Linked DNA regions of Triticum aestivum: region 2 is linked to region 1. A link is a contact called in public HiCAR-type data. All regions are on one chromosome and are shown on one strand. Each heading gives the region's core, a stretch centred on a gene start, on an enhancer-like site or on the middle of the called end of the contact. The rest is flanking DNA. Distances are from core to core; before and after follow the strand shown. Region 1 holds the start of LOC123128882 (mRNA-decapping enzyme subunit 2). Region 2 holds the start of LOC123128886.

The links. HiCAR-type assays count read pairs that join an accessible place to other places.
Region 2: a HiCAR-type map of leaf shows a contact between it and region 1, with 6 times the contacts expected there. The contact joins the promoter of LOC123128886 here to the promoter of LOC123128882 in region 1. A contact is called at or near these places in 2 of 5 Hi-C or Micro-C datasets (both in leaf) and 1 of 1 datasets of contacts at active chromatin or transcription factors (leaf).

The regions. Positions count from the first base shown.
Region 1 is chr6A:599,844,984-599,849,112 of IWGSC CS RefSeq v2.1, forward strand. LOC123128882 (mRNA-decapping enzyme subunit 2) reads right to left here and starts at 2,212. Exons shown (of 8, transcript XM_044548994.1): 1 at 1,996-2,212; 2 at 1,754-1,905; 3 at 1,471-1,598; 4 at 1,032-1,130; 5 at 232-384. The coding sequence starts at 2,081.
Region 2 is chr6A:600,098,998-600,103,126 of IWGSC CS RefSeq v2.1, forward strand. It overlaps LOC123128886, which reads left to right and starts at 1,997. Exons shown (of 3, transcript XM_044548996.1): 1 at 1,997-2,237; 2 at 2,648-3,050. The coding sequence starts at 2,105.

The DNA.
Region 1 (4,129 bases), core at 962-3,461:
CTGGGATGCATTGTTGCAAAACATCAGGACCATTCAATTACAATATGTTATTCAGAAAGGAGAAACTATTACTACATATACAGTACTAACAACAATTGAAGACTACCGATCAAGGAACCATGACATGCATACCAATACCATGCCATATCTTCATAACATGATGTTGATAGGTGCGGAAAAAAAATGTTTTACCGAATAGAAAGATGAGGAAAGATTTGAGAATTTGCATACACTGATTTCTTTCTTAGTTTGAGGAGCAAAAACAGTATCTTCCTTAACACCCGTAATAATATAGAGTCGAACTCTCTGTTGTCCAATTGAAACTTCAATGTGGTCATCCATTTTCAACAGCTTAGAAACATCACACCCAGTCTCCTCCAGAACCTGCATAGTTATGCAAATAAATGTCACTTAGGTAAAATTGGTTATGAAATGAAAAGCCGCGAAGTGTAAAACATGGACAGGACGAGCTCGTAATTGAACAAAAGAAAAAATATGACTTCAGATCTTCAAGTAATTTATGCAGAGAACTAATGGGCATAAATACAGCTAATTGGTGCTAAATTGCCTCATTCTCGGTCGAGGAAAACAGTATAGACGACTAGAGAGCTTGATATCCCACCTAGCAAAGAACACATCTAAGAATGAAATAATAGCTGAAACATGAGACTTTTATTTCTGTAAATATGCTACAAATTGGGGATTCACTTGTTATCTTTGACATTGTGACAGTGACACATTGCCAAAAGGAAAATTGATGTGGTCCATTTTTGGCATAAGAAGACGCCCATATGTAGAGAACGGATGCAGGCGTTAACTCAAGAATGCGATGAGTTGGGGTGCATAGAATATCTAGGGCTTTGAAATTTGAATTGTTAGGAAACTAACCTGTAAAAAAAAAAGAACTTCCATGTTCAGCAAACCAGAAAATAACTGCCCAGCAATATCAACAAATAGTATTGCTTCCCTACAAGCGCAGAATGTTTGATGGAAACTGTAAAGCGCAGCGTGGATCAAGCCCAGAAATTTACTTCTCTAACTGCACAAGTATGATCCTCTTCATCTTTGCTCCTCTTTCCACGGGGGAAACTCCAGCTGGCACTAGACTTCCATCCTTTCACAAGTAAGCACTGCAGAGAAAAAGGGAGAAGTCAGCAAACCTTGAGATTCAACAAAATTCCTGAGGAAATTGAGGGCTATTGCATAACATAGTGTGAAACTATATGCAAATTGAGAAAATTAAGTGATTCGTCTATAAGAGGCTAACAGGTAGCACATGCTAGGATTTAAATTGCATCCTTTCGAGCAGGGCAACTGATATCAGACGCGCTGCTTATCTCCAAATTCCAATCTTTAGCACATCTGTTGATGTTCCGACCTAGCAGCCTGCTCCTACTTCCTAAACCACATCTAGGGATGCAGTAACATGCTCTCGGATGGGCATAAAAGACAGAGTGAACAAAGAATTACCCTGTCATAGTTGTCATCGAGGATGATGGCGCCGGAGACGGGGACCCGGAACTTGTAGTGCGTGAAGTCCTTGTAGATGTCGTCGAGGTGCGCGCGGTAGGGCCTGAGAGCGGCGCAGCTGTTGAACACTGCACACACAAGGACGACGGCGACCAGGACGGCGACAATGTCGGAGTCAGCGACGAATCCGCCAAGAATCATCATCCTCGACGGGGCTCAGAGTCCCGGACCGTGACGAGATAGGAGTAGATTTAAAGGGGAAAGGGGCGATCTTTATCTTTACTTAGGGAGGTGAAGTCCTTGAAGGAGAGGGACTTGAGGGAGGGGTTGTGCTCCACGGAGTTGTCCTCGTAGAACCAGTGCGCCTGCTCCAGCAGGAACAGGATCCGCTCGAACGACTCCAGGTCCTCCTTGGGCACGTTCAGCACGAACCGGCTGCGGCACGAGATTGGATTGGATTGGATTCGATTTGGGTCGGATGGAGTTGCGGAGATGGGGATCGGGGGATGGGTTAGGGCTACGCACCTGCAGAGATCGTCGAGGAGCTCCTGCGGCGGCAGCTGCCCCCGCGATGAGGACCGGTTCAGTCCCCCGCCGCCCGCCATCGCCATCCACCGCTCGCCGCCGCCCACTCGCTTCGCGCTCGCCCGCCCCTCTCTGGCTCCGGTCTCCTCACTGTAGGCCGGACTCGAGCAGGGGGGCAGTGGAGTATGTGAGCTGTGACTCAAGCCGGAAAGCGTATTACATGCTTTACGTAAATCAAAACTTCGTTGCTGCACAAACTATGTGCCATGTTATTTTTTCGAGTCAATTACACCGATGGTGCTAGAACTTGGCGTAAACGGTCGCTTTAGTGCTAGAACATGCAGGATACATTAAAGTGGTGCAAAAACTTAGCTTGGACGTGCAAATACGGTGCAAATCTCGTTTGTATATGACCGCAACGCTGATGAGGCATGACATCATGGCATAGGGCCCGCTGTAAGTGACTGCATAGTGAAGGCCAGGCATGTGGCGTGCTCCTTTTATAGAAACGCCCTCGAATTTTTTTTATTTTCTCATGAAAAGGCACCTGTTAGACACGTGGAACTGATGAGTATCACTTGTCAATTTTTACTTTTTTTTTCTCACGAAAAGACACCTGTTAGGCGTGTGGCACTGATGAGTCTGACTTAATAGTGAAACATCCCAAATTTGGTTAGAATGAAAAATATGGCGCAGAGGGATTCGTACCGCCGTATCAGTGACCGCGGTCTAACTGACGTGCGCGGCTACCCACCAGCCCAGAGTTCAGTTGTTGATGCATAAGCGTACATAAGTTTTACTAGGCAACATGTCCGTGCGTTGCAACGGGAGAAAACAGTCCTCACACGCCCTTATCCGCTGTGCCCATAACATAATAAACATGACTAATACCTCATTCTCAGATCCACATCCTCCATTTCAATATAACACGAGACACATGTTTTCCGCTTGTCATCTTTATCGTCCTCGTTGCCTGTGGTCACGGTACCAGTTGTCACTAACCAAGGTTGGACAGTCCAACGGATTGTTGAGCCGCCTTCGTGTCCGGCGAAGATAAGAGCGTTGAACAAAGTATTTTTTTATAATCTAGCTAAGCATTGAACAAAGTATTTTTTATAATCTGGCTAAGCATTGAACAAAGTATTTTTTATAATCTGGCTAATATAATAGAAAAAAGCACACATAATATATGTCATTGTCATCATGTAAATTGAGTAGTTTGTCAGATAGACCATGAAATCTAGTTGGATTCCTCATGCATTTTGAGAATCACTGGGCTGAGTAAGACTGGTCGTACATGAAGACGCAACAGATAAAAATATTCCTTTCATATCCTAGTTTAATAAATTGAACTAAAACAATGCATTAAGTGGGCACATTTCAAAAATTCCCCAAGTCTTATTAATAAGTATAGATGAAAAAATTATGTTTTAAAAAATATTTTCCTTTTCAAAATTAAAGTTCAAAAAATATTTTGGTTTTTAAAATGTTTGCAAATTTGAAAAATAATCACAACAACTGACCTCCTACTTTTAAAAAATTGTTTGTGTTTTAAGAAATACTCAGGTTTAAAAAAATAAAAAGAGAAATATTGTTCTTTTAAAAAATGTTCGATTTAAAAAAATGTTAACAACTTTGTAAAAATTTCATGTTCTAAAGTATATTCACTTAAAAAACCCTTTTTGTCTTAGTATCTGGCGCAAGTGAGTTTAATTTAAATTTTCGTGCGGCCAATTAATCACCCTGTCTTGTTTAGTCTAGTGATAGTATTGTGAACTCTCTAGCGTTAGCTGCTGTGTTCGATTCCTAGTACTGTAGTATTTTTTTTTGGAAATTTTTTTCTGGTCGTACGCCAATGGGCCGGCCCATTGCGGCTTGTGCGTCCTGTGATTTGCTTTTTGACCGAAACAAATCCGGAGAACATGAAAACTCCCGCAGGAGGAAACAACAGGGACGTACGAAAATTATCTAGGTCCCACCTTAAAGCCAAAAAACTGGAGAAACAATCCTCCCTTTAATATTAGGTAAAGATAAAGATAAAGATAAAGATATATTTGAATTAAGTAACATAAATCAAGAATTTTAATCCGTAAAAAAAGTTTCGCCCGTGAACAAGCTACCCGTGTAAAACATG
Region 2 (4,129 bases), core at 747-3,246, 250 kb after region 1:
ATTTTGTTTATTTATTTTTTGCCACGAGCTCCTCATATGTCCAAACACGATTAAATTTGCCCGGACATCACGTATTTGAGTGTCTTGGTTGACAAAAAAATCATTTTTTCTGAATATTTCTAATTTTTAAAAATTTATTATGTTCATGCTCGGGCGCAGATGAGCCTGGGCTCAAATGAGTATTCTCGAACCGCCTATAAACGTAGAGACTGCATGGTTCGGACCGTTTATGTCCTCAAACACCATGCATCAAACGTCTGTGGACTTGTCTACATGTCTGAATTCCCGGAAACTATAAGCAAAGTTGGGAAAGTTTGTGGGAATCCAAACAACCGCCACGTAGGCGCCCGACACCCGGGACCTAGCCAAAACCGACGTGGAGCCCACACATTTGGACAATTCTACAATCTTTCCACATGAAAGTCCTCCCTCTCCATGTTGTCTTTGCTCCGATCACTGCCGCCACCCATCCCAATTCCCACCCGTTTCGTCGTCCACCGTTGCGATGGAGCCGGAGGAAGAGGCGACGAAGATGTTTCCAGAGGCGGAGGACTCATCAGTGGTGGCCACTCGCAAGGTCAACATAGCGGCTCGCCACCGCAAACAGAGGAAGAGAAAGGAGGCTTTCTCTCCCAGTGCCTCGTCCGGTAAAGTGTACAAATCTGCAGATATCGGTCATGCAATTGCAGGTGCCTTGTGTCGGGGTTAAATCCGAAAGATCTTTGGTAGGGAGTCCTGAACTAGTGATCTTAGCTTGGTGGTAACAGGATGAACAAGGGACACGATATTTACCCAGGATTCAGAGCCTCTTGAATAGGTAAATCCCTATGCCATGCTTCTATTGTATTGGTTGTGTTGGGGTGCAAATTACAGGATGATCTAGCTCGAGATCGTATGTCTATGAATATGAATCTCTAAACTAAAAAAACTCAGCTTATATAGGGGCCATTAGTACCTAAGGTTTACATGAGGCCGGTTACATCTAGGGATAAGCATGCCGAAGATTCAAACAGGTCTTGGAGTGTGCGCCAAGTCTTCGGAGGATTCCATCTTAATCATGCCAGAGGGCGTGGCAGTCTTCGGGCATTTGCTGATGATCCAGGGGTCCTCGGCCTAGCACACCACAAAAGGGGATGATCTGATTAGCGCCCTCTAGTCCGGGACACCGTCACCTTGGCCAGCGCGGCTGCATCCGTCATACTACTACACCGTCCCGCACCTTTTTCCAGGGGTTCATGACGCATGGGATGGTGACATTCCTGAGGCTGGCTCGTCTGACACCCTGGCTCTCCCCCTATGTGCAGGTTGTTTGGTTCACATGCGTCGGGTAAGGTCGGACATCGTGCTAGTTGCCGGGTGTGGCCCCGAGTGATTATCTCTGGGTCATGGGCTGGCGGGACACTGTGAGCTAGGTGCTTTCACCAGCTGGTCTCGTTTGAATCCGAAAGGGGGTTGCCTAGCCAGGCTCTTTCTATCGCTGGCCCTGGATGAGTGGCGCTTTTTGTGTTGCCTACTCAGCTTTTGGACCATGGAGCCTCATGGCGGCCACCTTTTCGTCCTCGTCGGGCTCGAAGTCGCCACGAAGCTGCTCGCCGCACCACCTTGGTGCCCTCTGAGCTCACCGCCACATCCAAGTTGTTGTGGTCCTCGCGATCACACACTGGCCACTGCAGCTCGTTGGTGTATTGGTCGGGATCGAGTTAATGGGGATCCCGGGGAGAAAGAAAGTGAGAGGAAGGGGAAAATGCGCGACCGTTTCATTGGCAAGGGACAAAGGAAGTTGTGGGTTGCAGCGTTCGCTTTGGTCGGTCTTTGAAACAAACGATTCCGATGTGGCAAGTCTATGTGCATCAAGATTGGTGCGGCAGATCCAACAGCAATGCATGCGTCCGTGTGAGACCACTAAAAATCTGAGATTTTTAGCCTTCTCGAAAATGAAAGCAAAGGTTTCCTAGAAGAAGAAAAAATGCTAAGACGTATTCACTGTTTCCGCATTCCGCACCTCAACGCGTAGAGTATAATGTGAAGGCTTGTACAGGTGGGTTTGCGCCGAACAGAAGATTAAAAAAAAATCGGTGGAGACGAGCGGAGGTCGGAGGAGGCCATGATGCCGCCGGCGCTGCTAAGCTTACCGCGCTCCTCGTCGCCGTCGGTATCCCCTTCTCCTCTCTGCCCCGGCCGCCGATCGGCCGCCGTCCAGCGCCACCGCCCGTCGATCCCCTCCAGACCCGCCGCAGGTCCCTCCACCTTTCCCCTCCGATTGGAATCCTCTGTATGGTTGGGGCACTGGGTTATGCGGAGCCTAGTCGATTCGACACCTCGTCATTCGGCATGGATAATTCTGTGTTTGCGTCTCACAATCGAGAATGGGTATTATAGATTAGTAGTAGTGGTGGGTTCTAGGTTGGCCAAATTGGGCATTTGGCTTTGTCGTGTGGCCGTCGCCAATCCCCTGTTCCACCGCAAACTGAACCTAATTCGAGGAATCCAATCTACTAGTTTGCCCATTTAGTATGTTATATATTGTTCGCATACGATGTGGCCGCAGATTAACCTTTGTAAGATGCATTTTTGTGTGTGAACATCACTACAGATGGTGCCAGTTATGTCTCCTTTTGACATATTTGGCTTCCATGCTTATTTTCAGGAATATGCTATGCCAGTCAAGCGGTTGAATTGTTGCCGTCTTTGTACCCGGGGACAGGCGTCATCGTTCGAGACGCAAAGCTGGAGGACTGTTGGGAAGTAGCAGATACTCACTGCAGCTCATTCTTTCCGGGTTACAAATTCCCATTAGACCTTGTTCTACGGCTCGATCGTTACATCGCCCTCCTATCCGGCTTTTCAGTTCCGCCAGGCTGCACGAGAAGTTGCCTTGTTGCAGTTAACCCCTCTGCAGCTAACAGTGCTATCAGTATCGAATGTGGAGATTTGAGAGACGCCGAATTTCATGGGAAATACAGTCTCAGTAAAGGCTCTATAGCTGGCATTCTTACGGTCGACACAGTAGCAGACTTTCTTCCAAGAAGGGGACGTCTCAAGCAGAGAAGGTACATCATTATTTTCTTGGAGTTCAAATAAGCAGGTTTTTTCTCTAGCTTCTAGTAGATACTGAATCTTTTTTAGACGAAGAGGTGCAGCTGTAAGCTATAAATGCTCCTATAGACCCATATTATCATTGCCATTTGTTTATTCCTTGTGATTTCAATGCTTTCACTTACTCTTTCATGGCTACTTATTTTATCATTTCTACTTGTATGCATTGCTATTTACTCCGACCTTGTTTTCTTGACATTGATGTTCCATATGCTTGATATCCTTGAGTCCTCTACCCAAGTCATTGATGTTCTGTATTTGTGCATTTCAAATGTTTGATCTGTCACACCAATAACACGTTTGAGTCAAGAATTAAATTTTATAGCAAAGGTAATAATAACATCGTATGGCAAAAACAGAAATTGGTTGTCCTGATTGCTAATAGCAGATGTGAGGAAATACCTGAACAAATACCAGGTTTACCAGAAGATGAAATCTAGTAGTTCTTTACTACATGTAGAGCAATATCAGCCAAACCAAAATTCAAAGGTCTAATCTACTTTATCTTAGCTAATTGTGGCAGATGATTAGAAGCATATGAGATAACAATGTGTAGTTGACTAGTACTGAAACTTGAACTATTTTTCCTCAAAACAGAAATAGCCTGGGGAACCATTTTCCAGGGTTTTGCTCGAAACAAATGGATGTCAGGTTTCCTTTCACTCTAAAACAAATATAAATCTCCTTGGCTCAAAATAGTGACTCAGGGCAACAATTTTCTGTAACCCACTGCCACTGGAGATGAGGAAAATATTACCCTGACTATGGCATTTAAGGCACCTTTGCAATGATAACGCAGAAATAAAGCCATTACTGATTCTTATCCAACTTGGGATGCAGAGTCCAACATCCGTAAGGATATGTAGCATGAAATGTTTATAGAACTGACTCGCAAAACCAAGGATATATTTTTTTGTATAGAACTCCTTAACTCAACCTTTGGAGATGGCCTGTCCCTTGCGATTAAAAAAAAGCTGACCCGGCCATGCTAACAGCAAGACTGGGCTAACTTTGTGTGGCCATGTTGCTATTT